Linked DNA regions of Mus musculus: region 2 is linked to region 1. Evidence: chromatin contacts called from public Hi-C data. All regions are on one chromosome and are shown on one strand. Each heading gives the region's core, a stretch centred on a gene start, on an enhancer-like site or on the middle of the called end of the contact. The rest is flanking DNA. Distances are from core to core; before and after follow the strand shown.

Region 1 (7,304 bases), core at 1,838-4,337:
TCCCACGCAGTCAGCTAACCACATGCAGCCACCGCACACTGGAACTGCAGCTAGTGCGACTAGGAAGCAGCATTTCTTTTTAATTTATATTTAATGTCAACAAGTTAAATTTAGATAACTACAAATGGTTCGTGGCTAGAGCACAAACCAAGCTCTTCTTCAGCGGTCCTCTTCCTATAGTCAAATTTTAGTGTCAGTTTGATAACCCCCTCAGCAAACTTGAAGCCCCCTGTAGGCGAGGAATGTGCTTATACCCTCCTAGATGAACCCAGGCGTAGTCATCCGGCTGTTGTTTTTCATACAAGCCAACGTTTTTACAAACAGAAGGGTCTGCTAGCCCTTTGCTTCAGACAGCTAGCCTCTTGACAACCTCCAAAGCGCACGTTCTTTGTGTTTGGGACCAAAGGACTGCAGCACGCTCCTGCCACCTGGTGGTGATGTAGAAAATGTCAGGCAAAGGCTCTCCCCCTGAGGTGCTGTGGTATGACCAAAAGGCAGGACAGAAAACAAATGCTTTGGGACTTGGGACAGAATTATCTGTTAATGGAATCATAAATCAGAGGGAGAAATCAGTTTCCAGATGAGGAAACTAAAGGGAAGAACCACTTGGTGACTCACTCACATATAAAACCAGCCATGAGCCAGCCACCTCCAACCACGTGTTTCTTCCCCTCTGGATAATAAATATTTCTCTCTCTAGGATGAATAGAGATGTTATTGACAGATAAGAACTGACCTCTGTCTTAGGTGCTTAGGTACTTGTTCACGAAGGGCACCAGTCTGTCTGAAGAGGGTACTACTTTAGAAGTGATAAATCCTGCTAGAGTTGGTTGATAATGGCCTTGTTCTTTCTATTCAATTGGCATCAGGTAGCTATGGGTCATCAAAACTGGAACGGGTAAATCCCTCCCTTCTGCAGAAATGGGCTACAATGTCACTTCTGATTCATGCATCAAATACGTGTTCAGAGTTCGTACTTTGTGCTGGCTGTGATGCTAGGTGACAGGGGTACACCAAGGGGGAGGGAATCCCATGAGGTTTCTGCTCATGGGAAGGTCACGATGTGCTAGGCTCCCATACAAACTCTGTACAAGGTAACAATAAGGACAGCCCACACCGGTCAGGGAAAGGAGATGAGCTAGGACCAAAGAAGACAGCCATCAACGGAAGCAAGATCAGCTACAGTCACAAGATCTGCAGAGGGAGCAGGGACTCACAGAGCCCAAGTCCCAACATTGGTGGTACCCAAGTAGCCAGTTACTGAGTGTGAGGTGCTATTGAGCAAACTGAAGCGTCAAGAAGGAGTGGATGCCAAGCAGATGATATATGCAGATCATTAGATCTGTGTGTCTAAGGAGAGTACACATGTACGGTACCAATGTGAGAGCGTGGGAGGCTTCTGAAAGTGACAGGCCTGAGGTGCCAACAGAGGCTAGTCAGAGCTGTGGGCCTGGGAAACCCAGTAGACTGGACTGAGGGAGGGTGGGGATTGCAGCACATCTTGCCACTGCCAGAATCAGTCTCAGGTCCAGGATTAGACAGCCAACACCAGTGGTGTCTAGGGTAAGAGTACCTGCAGGGACAGTAGACACTATGACCACAATGCTAATGCATTCCCCGTGAATCTCTTGTGTTCATTTAGCTCACTGGTTCTCAACCTTCCTAACGCTGTGACCCTTTAATACAGTTTCTCATGTCGTGGTGACCCCAACCATAAAATTATTTTCATTGCTACTTCAGAACTGTAACTTTGCTACTGTTATGAGTCATAATGTAAATACCTAATATGGAGAATATATGATATTTGACCCCCAAAGGGGTTGTGACCCACGGGTTGAGACCCACTGATTTAGCTCAAAGCTGGTGGCTGTGCGGGAGTCAAGGCGCCACATCTTCAATTTGATTTATCTTTCAAGCCCTTGATCAGCTGTGTTTATAAGCAATGATGGTCCAGAGCATGTTTCCAGGGGAGGCCGTTGTAAGGCTTTATAGAGCCGTTAGAGAAACATCTTAGCCTGGGAAATCTATTCTCTCCTACCCCGTCTAACACCAGTCTGTAAGAGCTTAGGTCAAGCTGTGATGTTGGGTCCTTTAACGTGTCTAATCCAACATCTTCCTGGGAAGGATATTGATTTTTGAAGATAAAGTTTGGTCTGGAGCAGAGACAAATGGAAGACAGAGATTGACTGATTCATGATGTGGTAACCTCTTGCCTAATGGCTGTTCTCAGTCTCCCCACATAGCTTTCCGCTACTCCAACCCTGACCTGGGACCTTGATCTTAAAGCTCTGAGGTGAACTTCAGCCTCACTGGCAAGGGATCTGAGTTCATGGGGGACAGGGCCACGGGGCAACATTGTGACCCTGTAACAGTTCTATCTGGTCAACTTGGCAGGCCCCGAGATAATTCTTAAAACTGAAAAGAAAAATTATTGCTGGGCCCCAAAATAAAATGTTATTCCAGATATTAAATATTGTCTAACAGACAGTAAATTTAATGGCCCTGAAGTGGCTTCAGACCTCTGAGAAGATTTTACTTCTCAGCCTTGGCAGGGACACCAAGTACCACTCTCCTATTTCTGCTCTGCCTTCAAACTGTCATAAATAGTTAACTGTGTGAGTCCTTTCCAAAAGAAAAGAAAAAAAAAATCCTCCCAGGAGCATCCGAAAATAGCCTCCAGGGGCTCGATGCATATTTCCTCGGGTCCTCCTCTTAATCTCTCCATATGGGTGGCTATGATTTATTGTTACTGTCACCTGTGGACCGACAGAAACAAAGGCAGCCAGGCTGGAAGGCAGACAGAGGTAGCGGTATGGGAAGGGTCTCTGGAGAGATGGAACTGAGCGTCCATTCCTGGTGAGAGTGCAGGCTTAAGAGCCATCACCTCTCCTTCCTTTGGTGTCTCTGCAACAAAAGGAGAGAGGAGGGGATGTCATCCTCTCCCAAGATGCATCGAGACTCTGCCCTCGAGAAGCTTCCAGAGAGTCTCCCACAAGGCAGAACCTGCCAAAGGCCAAAGACTATTGTGACAGGGCAAGTGTACACTCATTACACAGGGTGCATGTCACCTCTGCCATTTCCTATCTCCAGGCCAAAAGTGAGCTCTCTCCTGCCACTTTTCCAGCCCAGTGGCGTGACCCGAGGCTGGCTGTCCATCACCAGCTCGATGCAAAAGGAGAAGGGAAAGCCGGGCCCAACTGAGGCCCCTGCCTGCTCATGCTAGCTGTGCCTCTCCATCCTTGTGTTTATCCACAGCACGGGCACCACCTCTGAGACACTAAGCTCATCTTCAGGGAAGCAGTCCCTGCCAATAGACCACCAACCCAGGGATCCCCTGTTGACCCAGGAGGAGGGACAGGGCAGGGACCTCCCCATCTGTCTCTGTACCTTCTGTTTTCCCTCTCAGCGCTCCTAACAATGCACCATGATTAGTTGCGGCTCGGGCCCCCTGACACCCCTTAACCTGGAAAATCAGGCAGACTTTCGAGACAGCAATCAGCTCCCAGACACATCCAACCGTAATGTGATTACTCCATTTACCAAAATGCAAAGAGAGATACTTGAGGCGTTTCTGATTAGGGCTGACATTATCTCTCTAATGGGCCATGGCATTAATCAAGGCTGTTGCTATGACTATGGAGATGGTGGGGAAATAACCCCAGCTTGATTCTGGGCCTGCCCAGTTGTGCCACTGTAGAAGAGGTCAGCTTTTGTTAGGGACATGGCACAAGAATGGCTTCTTCCTGCCTGAGAAGGGCTTTCTATTGAGATCACACCAACAGCCAGAAAAAGGCCTCTGTGTTCTTTCATGACGTTGGATGCTCTGGTTCCATAGCTCAATATGATTTGGTGGCATTGTTCTGGAGGGATTGTGTGTGTGTGTGCATGAATGCTGGGGTTGGGGGTACCAGGCTGATCCGTGAGACTGTCAGAGCCTTCTGCTATCCAGAGTTACATCTTAAGAGTCGGCCAGCCCCCCTGAGAATTCTGTAGGGCCTGAGAACCTGGGGAAGGAGGAGGAAGATCCTTCGAAAGGCCACCTTTCCCATGGCATAAACGCTCTGGCCTCTGCTGCTCTCTCTCCATTCCAGGCCTCAGAAACATTTGGCAGACACAAGCCAGTAACTACAGACCCTATGTGAGTGCATGGAAAACAGGGGCAGAATGAAATGGGTGTGACAGGCCCAAATGAAAAACCCTCTGGCCTCTGCTCTAGATGGCAGGATACTCACGATCTGGAAGAGGCATACAGGGATCAGATGATACCACTGGGGCCGGCCATCAGGACCTGGTTCTCATTTGCTAGTAATGAGTTCTCCATAAACCCTAGTATAAGAGGACACTCCGAGGGCATCAATATGGAGTGCACACACACGCACATGCACACACGTACACATGCGTGCACACATACCATGTCCACAGTCAAGATTTACAATCAAGAAATCTGCTTCTTGGGGCGGGGGTGATGATTCAGCTGGTAAAGTGCTGGTGGCACATGCGTGAGAACATGAAAGACTCTGTATTTAAAAGACAGACATAGGGCTGGAGAGGAGACTCTGTAGTTAAGAACACACGGTGGCACACACCTTTAATCCCAGCACTTGGGAGGCAGAGGCAGGTGAATTTCTGAGTTCGAGGCCAGCCTGGTCTACAGAGTGAGTTCCAGGAGAGCCAAGGTTACACAGAGAAACCCTGTCTCGAAAAACCAAAAAAACAAAACATATGGTGCTCTTCTAGAGTACCTCCGTTCCCACATCAGTTGGCTCACAGTTACCTGTAACTCCAGCTCTGGAATTCCAACACCCCCATCTATCTTCCATGGACACAGGCCCATACACACTAACACACACACACACACACACACATAAGTAAAATCTCATATATATATATATATATGTATGTATATATATATGGGGGAGGGGTACTTAGCATTGCAGAGGAGACAGATAGATCTCTAGATAAGCCCCTACATTGACAGTAAGAGACTTACTATAAACAAACAAACAAACAAAGTGGCATCTGAGAAATGATACCTGAGGTTAACTTCTGGCTTAACACACACACACACACACACACACACACACACACACACACACACACAGAATTTTCTCTGAGCTTTGGTTTTTCTCTACCTTCATGATGGGGACAGTAGGAATCAACTCTGCTCTTCTCACAACATTGCAATTTGAGAGAAAGTGACATATAAAGTCTAGAGCACAGAAGGGGTTAAAGCTCTGAAGGAGGCCCCAACATAGACACTCACAGACCTGGGGGTGGGGGTGGGGTTGCTCCGGGGAGGGAGGGAGTTTTAAAGTTCCCAGAGAAACCACTACCTCAAGGACAATAACAAGCAGTACCTGGTTTGAGTCTTATTTCCAAAATGCACTTATATTTTTAGTGGGGACAAGAATTTTTATAAACAGAAGGCTTTTGTGAAGATCAAGATAGAGACTGTATGTGAAAGGACATATAACCCTACACCCTGGATTCCTAATTAATGCTCAAGTCCCTCATTAGAGGCGCTGTCTCTGCTTGGGGGAGAGGTCTTGTCCTCAGGGGTGAGACCTCGGACAGCACCTTACTTCTTAGCTGTGTGACTGAGCGCAGGCGGGACACCGAATGACAGCAAACACTTGTACCGCTCTCCATGCTTGATCTCACGCAATTATAGCGCCCGCCTGGTGAGGCGGGCAGGGATCATTGTCACCAGTGTGAAGGGACATCATAGGTGACTCAGGCTGTCAGTAGTACAGCTGGGATGTGAGCCCAAATTTGTCTCGTTCCAAAACTGAACTTCTCCCCATGACCTTCTTGGCTAGAACTGACCTGAGTCAATTTTGTTATTCACTATGTAGATGGAAGAGGTCATTGGGCCATAAGTCTCTGCAGGCTGTAATGAAAGCAGGTGCCACAGAAAATTCTGCCACAGATGTAGCTGTCTCTTGTGAGACTATGCCGGGGCCTAGCAAACACAGAAGTGGATGCCCACAGTCAGCTAATGGATGGATCACAGGGCTCCCAATGGAGGAGCTAGAGAAAGTACCCAAGGAGCTAAAGGGATCTGCAACCCTATAGGTGGATCAACATTATGAACTAACCAGTACCCCGGAGCTCTTGACTCTAGCTGCATATGTATCAAAAGATGGCCTAGTCGGCCATCACTGGAAAGAGAGGCCCATTGGACACACAAACTTTATATGCCCCAGAACAGGGGAACGCCAGGGCCAAAAAGGGGGAGTGGGCGGGTAGGGGAGTGGGGGTGGGTGGGTATGGGGGACTTTTGGTATAGCATTGGAAATGTAAATGAGCTAAATACCTAATAAAAAATGGAAAGAAAAAAAAAAGAATATCCTTAATATAAACAGGCTGAAAAAAAAAAAAAAAAAAAAAAAGGAATCAAAGGGAGAGACTTGAAATAAAATGCCCGACAGTAAGGAGAGGGAAATTATAGAGCCCACCCCCAGCAGGAAGACAGGACATAAAGTGAGGGCTGGGGTTGCCATTCCACGGTCACAACTCTGACCCATAATTTTTCCTGCCTGAAAGAAATACAGGGATGGAGATGGAGAGGAGCTTGAGGCAAAGAAGGTCCAGTGACAGGACCAAAGTGGGATCCAGCTCAAGGGGAGGTCCCAAGGCCTGACACCATTACTGAGGCTATGGAGTGCTCACAAAAAGGCACCTATCATGACTACCCTCTGAAAGACCCAACAAGCAGCAGAAAGAGTCAGATGCAGATGTTTGCATCCAACCAGTGGACAGAAGCAGATTAAAGTTCAGTTTGGCCTTCCTATTCCAGTTCCTTGAGAGGAGACGCTGCCTGTTGATTTTTTTTCAAGTATTTACCACGGTTCATTGGGATTAACCGCTTGCCTGCAGAGATGTATCTTTATCAGCAGCATAAGGCCTCAAGAACCACCACGCAGGAGACAATTCAGTTGTGAAATGTAGTGGTTTGATTTGTTACAGAGGTGTGGAGATGGAGCTGAACAACCTCCTCTGTAGGAGTATCAGCACCTACTAAATGTTACGGTGAATGAACTGTGTTCTCCAGAAAATTTGATCAGGTTGGTGGGGCTGAGGCACAACATATGGAGAAGGAGAAAATTAGTTTTAGAATAAATTTCTTTGTGACTTATTATAAAAAAAAAAAAAAAAAAAAAAAAAGAAAATTCTGCCACGCAGGCTCTCATTTATTAGCTAAGCAGGTGCAAGAATAGGCCCGTGTCTCTTGCCCTGAGAGCTCAGACACATTCCAAATCATTGCCCTTTAGTAAACTACCAGAGCTTTGCTTGAAAGCTTT
Region 2 (7,410 bases), core at 4,548-7,047, 1.2 Mb after region 1:
CCCGTTCAGAGCACAGGTTCAGGGGTAGAGATTTACCAGAAAACAGTGGATGTCTCTTATGTGCAGTGACCTCAAGATAGAGGCTAGGACAACATAAAGGGCTAAAGAAGCAACTCTGGTGGGATGAGATGGAGATGGGAATAAAATCCTTTTCTCACATTGTATCTTTATAAAATGGAGTCTACACTGGGCTAAAGAAGACAAGTTATGTCAAGAAAGCTCCTATAGAAAGGAGGTAGAGACCCCAGGCAGTGACCATAAAAAGGTCCGCGGAGGATGGTACGCTGGTATCCTAGGAACTGGCATTCATTGTGCATCATGTTGTAAATGTCCTTTGCATGTTCTTACCTCTTATAACTCCTCAAATTCAGTAAGGTTGCATTCAAAATTTGCAACCTATGTGCAAATGCAGTGTGATAAATTAAAGGAAAGCCTGCTCTAATTTGCGTTGAAATAGTAAGGGAAAAGGGTCCAGCATCATCAGCTAAGGACAACCAGATTCCATGGAAGAGTAACCATTGTGATGGAAGAGTCACAGTGGCCATGAAAGCTGCAAGAACAAAAGGGAACAAACTAGAGTATTGCCGTGTCCTATAGGTATATCTTACATCATCTTAACTACCCAGGAAGTGCTATGATTCACAAATAGAAAACTCTGTAAATGTCATCTATTAGTGTACAGCCACTAAACTGATGACTTTGAGGTTTTGTTCTGTTCCCAGACTTCAAAGTTACACCCAAATCATAATAAAAATAACTAATTCTAACTAAGTAGACATAGCATGCCTCTAGTGGGCATAGAGTCTCAGAGAGCTCAAGAGTTAAGGTAAAAGTTGTAAACAGACCACCCAGCCCGATCAGAATTCACGTGTTGCTACCCTTGTACATCCATGTCACAGATGCCCTAAGTCTTCTCTTACTGAATGTGATTAGGCTTCAGAGTTCCTTAGCCATCCAACCTCAACCAGGGGCCATGGTACCAAGTGGCTAAAACTTGCTTCTTTGAGAATGAAAAAAATAATTTAGCCATTATAATGATCTGTCATCTTCCAAAGCGTCAGAGTATATAAATGGACATACAGTGCAATATGGTGTTAAAGTTACATGAGAAAGGGATTTTTTTAAAAGAAAAATATTTTAAAAGACTCATTGTTTGAGAGGTGAGGGGAACCAAAAGTCTTTGGCAGTCACTGCCAACCTCCTGACACTGGCTCATTAAAGGAAACTTATCTGTCATTCTGTATAGTCCAAATATCTAAATTAACTTATAAATAAAATGTTGGATATTTATATGAAGATGACTAAGTCATTGTCTCAGATAGTATATGTAGGGACTGGTCAAGCAAAGTTTTAATTTTATATTTAATTATTTAATTTATTTAATGTGTTCTTAGTTGAAATAAAATTAGATCACTTTCCTTCCTCCAGTCCCATACCAGCCACCTTTCCCCATTCCCTTCCTGTTTCCCATTCTCAAATAAATAGCCTCTTTTTCTTGATTACTGTCACCCACACATATGTGAACACAAGTATAGTTAAATAAAAACTGATGATACTAGTTTGTTCTCTCTCTCCCTCTTCCTCCCCCTTTCCCTCTCTCCCCACCCCCCCAGCACATGTGCACATATATGTGTCCATTGTACAATGGGATTCATCCCTGAGAGAGACTGATTCTTCTTCTCACAGCCATCAATAGTTACCTATAAATTTTTGTCTAGGGCAAGGACCCTGTGAAATCTTCCCCTTTCCATATTAGCATTCCACTGATATTCCACTGATATCTCTTACTTAAATTCAACAAAACCATTATTTTAATCAAAATGAAACTAAAACAAAAATTATCATCTCTTCTTCTGCTTCTCTTATGCCTTGGGCCACAAATTTTAACAAAGAATCTATATAATCTATAAATCACCAGGATCTATACCATCAGATGGAGTCTACCTCTACTCTAAACCTATATTTATCATAAATGTCATAAATGTATTCTAGAAGGCTTCTGAACTCTTGGGGGAGTTTAACGTAAGATGCCCACAGAACTGAACACCCCCAAAAGCCAGTGCTAATTAAAGGTCAATTGTTAGAAATGGAGTTCTAAAGGAGTGGACAGACGTGCTCTGCTTTGTGTATGTCACTTTGTACTGGTGGCCATTCACTTTAACCAATACCCATCACAACCAAGATTGTATCAGAGATTCATCACAATTTATCTCCTTTGAGAGGCTAGAGAGGCTCCTTTTTGCTCTCTTGAAAAACCCGGGAAATAGCAAAAATGTTAACTAACCCTCCAACGTGTCTGATCAACTCCTCTGTTTTAGAATATAGCTCCAGACATACTTTGGTCTCCTCCACAATTACAAGTCATATTCACTATAACTGCCTGAGGAAGGCCTAGCACTTTCCTAGTAAGCTGAAAGTGTAGTTGAGAATTCACAGTTGCAACTTGTACAAAAATGGGATTTCCAACAGACCTACACTCTCCTCCAAAGAAAGCTTGTCTGTGTAAACTTATCTCAAAAACAAAAACTGAACCAAACTCACAAAACACTCCTAAGAAGGCTCAAGCTTCACACTGAAACCTGCAGCAGAAACCTCTAGAGAAGACTGTAGGAAAGAACTGGGTCTTTTCCTTCTTCAAACTGAGGCTCAAGCAATAACTAGCCAAGTGTGACTCAGAAGATGTATCTGAGCTTGTGAACAAGGCCCCGGGACTCTGGACTGCGTGATCATCACAGTTCTTGCCATGAGCAAGCAGAGATGCTGTGACTCGTACCTCAGATTCTTTCCTGGCAAGGATTTCTGCAGAGTCCACTCCTTACAGGTAAGACAAGAGTCTGAATAAGTCAAGAGCAGCAGCCCAGTGAATCAACAGGAGGGGCGAGTATACATGCTCACCCACAGAAACCTTGCCCCTGGATAGACTGAAGTATTATGGATAGATGAGGGAGAGATGCCCCTACTAAGGAAGAGCTCACAGCACACTGAGACAACCAGACACATAACCTCACAATGGTCACATACACTGGTGATGTTTCCATGGCTATTAGTTCCACAGAGGAAGCACAAATGAGAAAGTGGTCGATTATTCCTTGAGATCTCATGTGGAGAATGGCATGTGATCTAGATGTCCCAGGGTGACCAAGGAGGAAAAGCATGCAAGGAAGGGAAATAGTTTAGAGGCAAGAAAGTTGCTTCAGCTATTTAGGGTAATGAAGGTCTTCAAGGTCACTGATGGCATGTTTTTAAATGAATCTTCTGTAGATATATTTCAGCAAACTCTCCGAATAGACAGACCTACAGTGTCCCACTGGAGGGATAACAGAGAAAACTGATTGGCCAAAAGTGGGCATGGTTATGGCTCAAGGAAACACTTTGCCTGTGTCTTTCCAACTGTACAAAGGGTGATGATAAGGAAGAAGAAATAGTTCTTTTGATTCGAGGGTCTTTGCTTTAAAAGTTTATTGGCTGAGCAGAGACTTCTACTCTAAATATAGAGCGGTAAAAATGCTGGCGCTAAAGGAACACTCTTGGGCACACTCTGCAAGAGCAAACAAGTGAAGCAGTTATGTAGAAGCATGGCTTTCTCAGCTCAGCTCTCTTCAGAGCAATGAGAAAGAGAGAGAGAAGCTTATATATGATATTATATACACAGTGACTATATATAACACATGTGCGTATATATTATAATGTATATACACATGATATATCTGTGTGTGTGTGTGTGTGTGTGTGTGTGTGTATATATGTATATATATATATATATATATATATTGTGTGTATGTGTGTGCATGATGCACATTCACAAGTGATCATTTGCACCAAAATCCAGTTTCATTGGTTCTCCCTTGGCCATGATTTAATGGAGATGTTTGACAAGATAAAGTGGCTCATTCTTTTAGCCATAGGCTGGCTGGCTTCTGTCCAAGATAAACCTCAGGAGGCCAACTCTCCCCTCCCAGCCTCCAAGGAGACTGTAGGTTATCTGATGAATGGAGCGACCAGCACTGTCTCACTGTTCCTCCGCATGAATTTTAGGAAGAAGATCACCCTGTGGCTCATCAGATGAGCTGCCACTGTGACAGCAAAGGAGAACAAATGAATAGGATGGCGGCAGGTCCATCGGTGTGGGCGACATTGCTCTCTTGATAAATGTTTCTCTCTCTCTCTCTCTCTCTCTCTCTCTCTCTCTCTCTCTCTCTCTCTCTCTCTCTCTCTCTCTCTCTGTCTCTCTCTGTCTCCCTTCCTTCAGAGGAAGGATTTGGGAGTAATGAAAACTGTGGTAGGTAAATCAGAAGGAAAACCACAAGGAGGCACTACCTTAGAGCCACTGGATCTGTGCGTGATCTTACAACAGTCGCTCTGTCCAGCTGCATCCATTTCCCAGTATGATTTTCCACTGACCTCTGTTTGTTTTAAAAGAATGTGAGTCTGAGGCTGATTGATATTTAAAAAAAAAAATGAAGTTCAAACTTAAGATTCAGATAAAAATGCCGTTAATTTGTTCACTATTAAATAACTATTTTGACCTTCTGTTATATACCAGGAATTGTCCCAGATATTGCCTCAGATTTAATGAGTGAGTTGTTCCTTGTTCTAAAAGAATTTGAGGCAGGTTTAATAATTCAGTACCATGAATATCAGCCTTAAGAAAAACAAGGTGACACCAGGTAGGCACACACTCGCACACAAGCACGTGCACACACACACACACACACACACACACACACACAGGTACACACATGCACACATAGAGAAAGAGGGAGGAAGGGAGACAGGGAAGGAGGGAGGGAGAGGGAGAGAAGGAGAGGGAGAGGGAGGGGGAGAGGGAGGGGGAGAGGGAGGGGGAAAGGGAGAGGGAGAGGGGGAGAGGGAGAGAGAGAGAGAGAGAGAGAGAGAGAGAGAGAGAGAGAGAGAGGAAATCAAGTCTATATTTTAGTTATTTGCTAGAGATGGCCCACTAATTTACCTTTGAGCTTCATAGCAGGCAATTCAAAGAAAAAACCATGATCTATTTCAAAATTTTCTGTCTGTAAGACGCAAATAGCATCAAAGCTAATTCTTTAAACTACAGAAACTTAATTCAACAAACATTTGCTCACACCTACTCTGAACCAGGCCCTAAGCCAGGTATTAAAATGAGCAAGATGAGTAAGAGCCGGCGTGTGCCCCTTAACTCTTCCCTCGGCACACACACTGCATGTCAGGGATCGCAGGCTGCCAGTGAGGATCCCTCCTACTCCTGAGCATGCCCTGTGGCCCTGCAGAAACAGAGGATGGAACAACCTTCTAGAGGTCCTCTACGCTTCTGAGAAATTCTAGTGGTGGATTAAAGTGGTGATCTAGAGATGAGAGGATGAGGACAAAACATGGGGCTTTCTCTGAAGCTCGCCGATACCCTCCAGCTGTCTCTGAGCATCTGGAACAAAGTCCATAGCCTTGTAACTAGTTTCATAGGATTCGTTATCAAAAAACTAGTTTGTTGGCTTTTGATGATACCCTTGACTAGTGAAAACCATTCGACCTCCCAGCAAAAGCAGCCCCACCCCACCCCCGTCCAACACGAAATGATAGATTCCAGGCCAAGTGAGACTAACCTCATCTAGCAGATAGGAAAACAGAACCTGACTGAGAAAGGATGCTGTCCACAGAAGTGTAACTGTGCAGCTCCTTGGAGGGACTGTTTCCATGGTCCTCACTTTCCAAGTGAAAAATCTCATCAAAGCCCATTAATGAATGAGTCATGGAGTAAGTGACTAGCTCCATGCTCGAGGCTACGCAGGACAGAGCAGGGACTGAGCTGCAGCAACACTTCTGACGTCTCTGAGCCTTATTTAGGATTTCAAATACTGCCTCCCCTTGGATCTGGGGCTTCCCAATCGCGGTTTGTTCGCATGTGCATCCTCAGCACCTGCCTCATGTCATCAGCAGCAATCACAGTGCACTACTTCACACCAGGGTCCGGCAACCCAGGGCGGACACCCTCACTGGACAAAGACTCTGAGGAATCTCAGGACACTGGGGCACACAGGGATTGTTGATAAAGCAGGGATGTTTGCGCCCGACTCTGAACCTTGTGAGTCTGAACGGCAGGTGGTTCTCATCGTCAGTGACGGAGAGCTATGGTCTCACTTATTACATAACCAGACTCTGGCCCTGCTCCAAGCTGAAGCCTCAAGTCACAACAGAGACCTGAATCCATTGTTCTAGAACCTGAGCTCCAAGGGGATGCCCTTGTCAAGCCTTTTGCTATGGCTGTCCCAGGCTATTCTTCAAAACAGCAGCCCAAGCCCTTTTCCTGTTGACGTTAAAACACTGCCATCTAGCGTGACTCTAAGAGAATTATCCAAGTCAGCTGCCCCGGCTTACTGAGAGACACTGGATTGGGTGCAAGACTTTCAATCCTTTGCACTGCTTGGATGGCCACTACTTGCAAAGTATCCAGTGATTCTTCTCCTGCCGTGTTTACAATTCCATGATTGTATTTGCCCAGAGCTCAAGTTAGGAATGAACCCAGACACATAGGATTAGAAAGATAGCTTTGCAGGCTACAAAATCCACATGTGACACCCCTGGCTCAGCCACGGGTCAGACACCCCACTTTGGACATGTCATTTCATTTCCCAAGGTAGCAGTTATTCATCAGAAGATAAAGGGAATTCTTTGGCCTTTGACATCACCAGGAAATCTTTAAATTAGTGAAACCACTAGTGTGTCAATTTGCTGTAAACAAAGTTGTAGAAATAAATGTGTGTGTGTGTGTGTGTGTGTGTGTGTGTGTGTGTGTGTGTGTGTTAAATACATGTGTGAAGATAGCAAAATGCCCTTGGAAACGGGTAGCTCTTTGATGCAATAAAATTCATATCCCACTGAGAAGAGGACACTGGACTGACTGAAAGCAGAAGCCTGAGAGGAGATTATTTGAGTCTCTTCAGGGGAATTTAGCCAATATCATTTGGAGAATTCTGTGGGAAGATATGTTCTACCCACCAAGATCCAAAGTGTAGCCTCTATCCCAGAAGCCCAGGGAAAAGGCAAGCCAGGAATCTGCAAAGGAAGGGGCCTCATGAGAGTGCCCAGTGCAGGCTCCACTTGGGGCTGGACATTCAAAGAGTCATGCAACTAGAAACCCACAGATACCTACCTGCTCATTCTACGATTTATTTTAAAAACCTAAGTTAATGTTATAAGGAAGGCCAGGCAAGCTGCTGGCAAGCATGGTTTTCTAACTTTCATTGATTATACTGGTTTTAAACAGCTAAGAATCTGGTGAAGGAGACTCGAATGGAGTCTCGGAAGTCCATTGAGCTTCCTTCAGAACACCAGTGGGTCTTGGTCAACTGTAGCGTGTGGAGATTCACCTTAAAAGCCACTTCTGAAATGAGCCCCAGAGAAAAGATCCTGAGTCCTGAT

What was found. Hi-C and Micro-C count contacts between places; a contact is called where the count stands out from the background.
Region 2: a contact with region 1 is called in a Hi-C map of the N1E-115 cell line, with 5 times the contacts expected there. The contact joins two enhancer-like sites. A contact is called at or near these places in 8 of 484 Hi-C or Micro-C datasets (the N1E-115 cell line, cerebellar granule neurons, cerebellum and 4 more) and 2 of 115 datasets of contacts at active chromatin or transcription factors (astrocytes and pancreatic cancer cells).

What each region holds. Positions count from the first base shown.
Region 1 is chr4:55,240,249-55,247,552 of GRCm38.p6, forward strand. It overlaps the pseudogene Gm12508. Among named protein-coding and RNA genes, the nearest start is that of Gm34231, 36 kb to the left of the region's middle. Within about 2 kb of position 3,088, at least 12 of the 459 cell types and tissues checked have an H3K27ac peak or open chromatin away from gene starts, as enhancers often do. A contact at or near this core is called in the N1E-115 cell line, where this site is marked.
Region 2 is chr4:56,486,829-56,494,238 of GRCm38.p6, forward strand. No RefSeq gene overlaps it. Among named protein-coding and RNA genes, the nearest start is that of Gm34628, 12 kb to the left of the region's middle. Within about 2 kb of position 5,798, at least 40 of the 459 cell types and tissues checked have an H3K27ac peak or open chromatin away from gene starts, as enhancers often do. A contact at or near this core is called in the N1E-115 cell line, where this site is marked.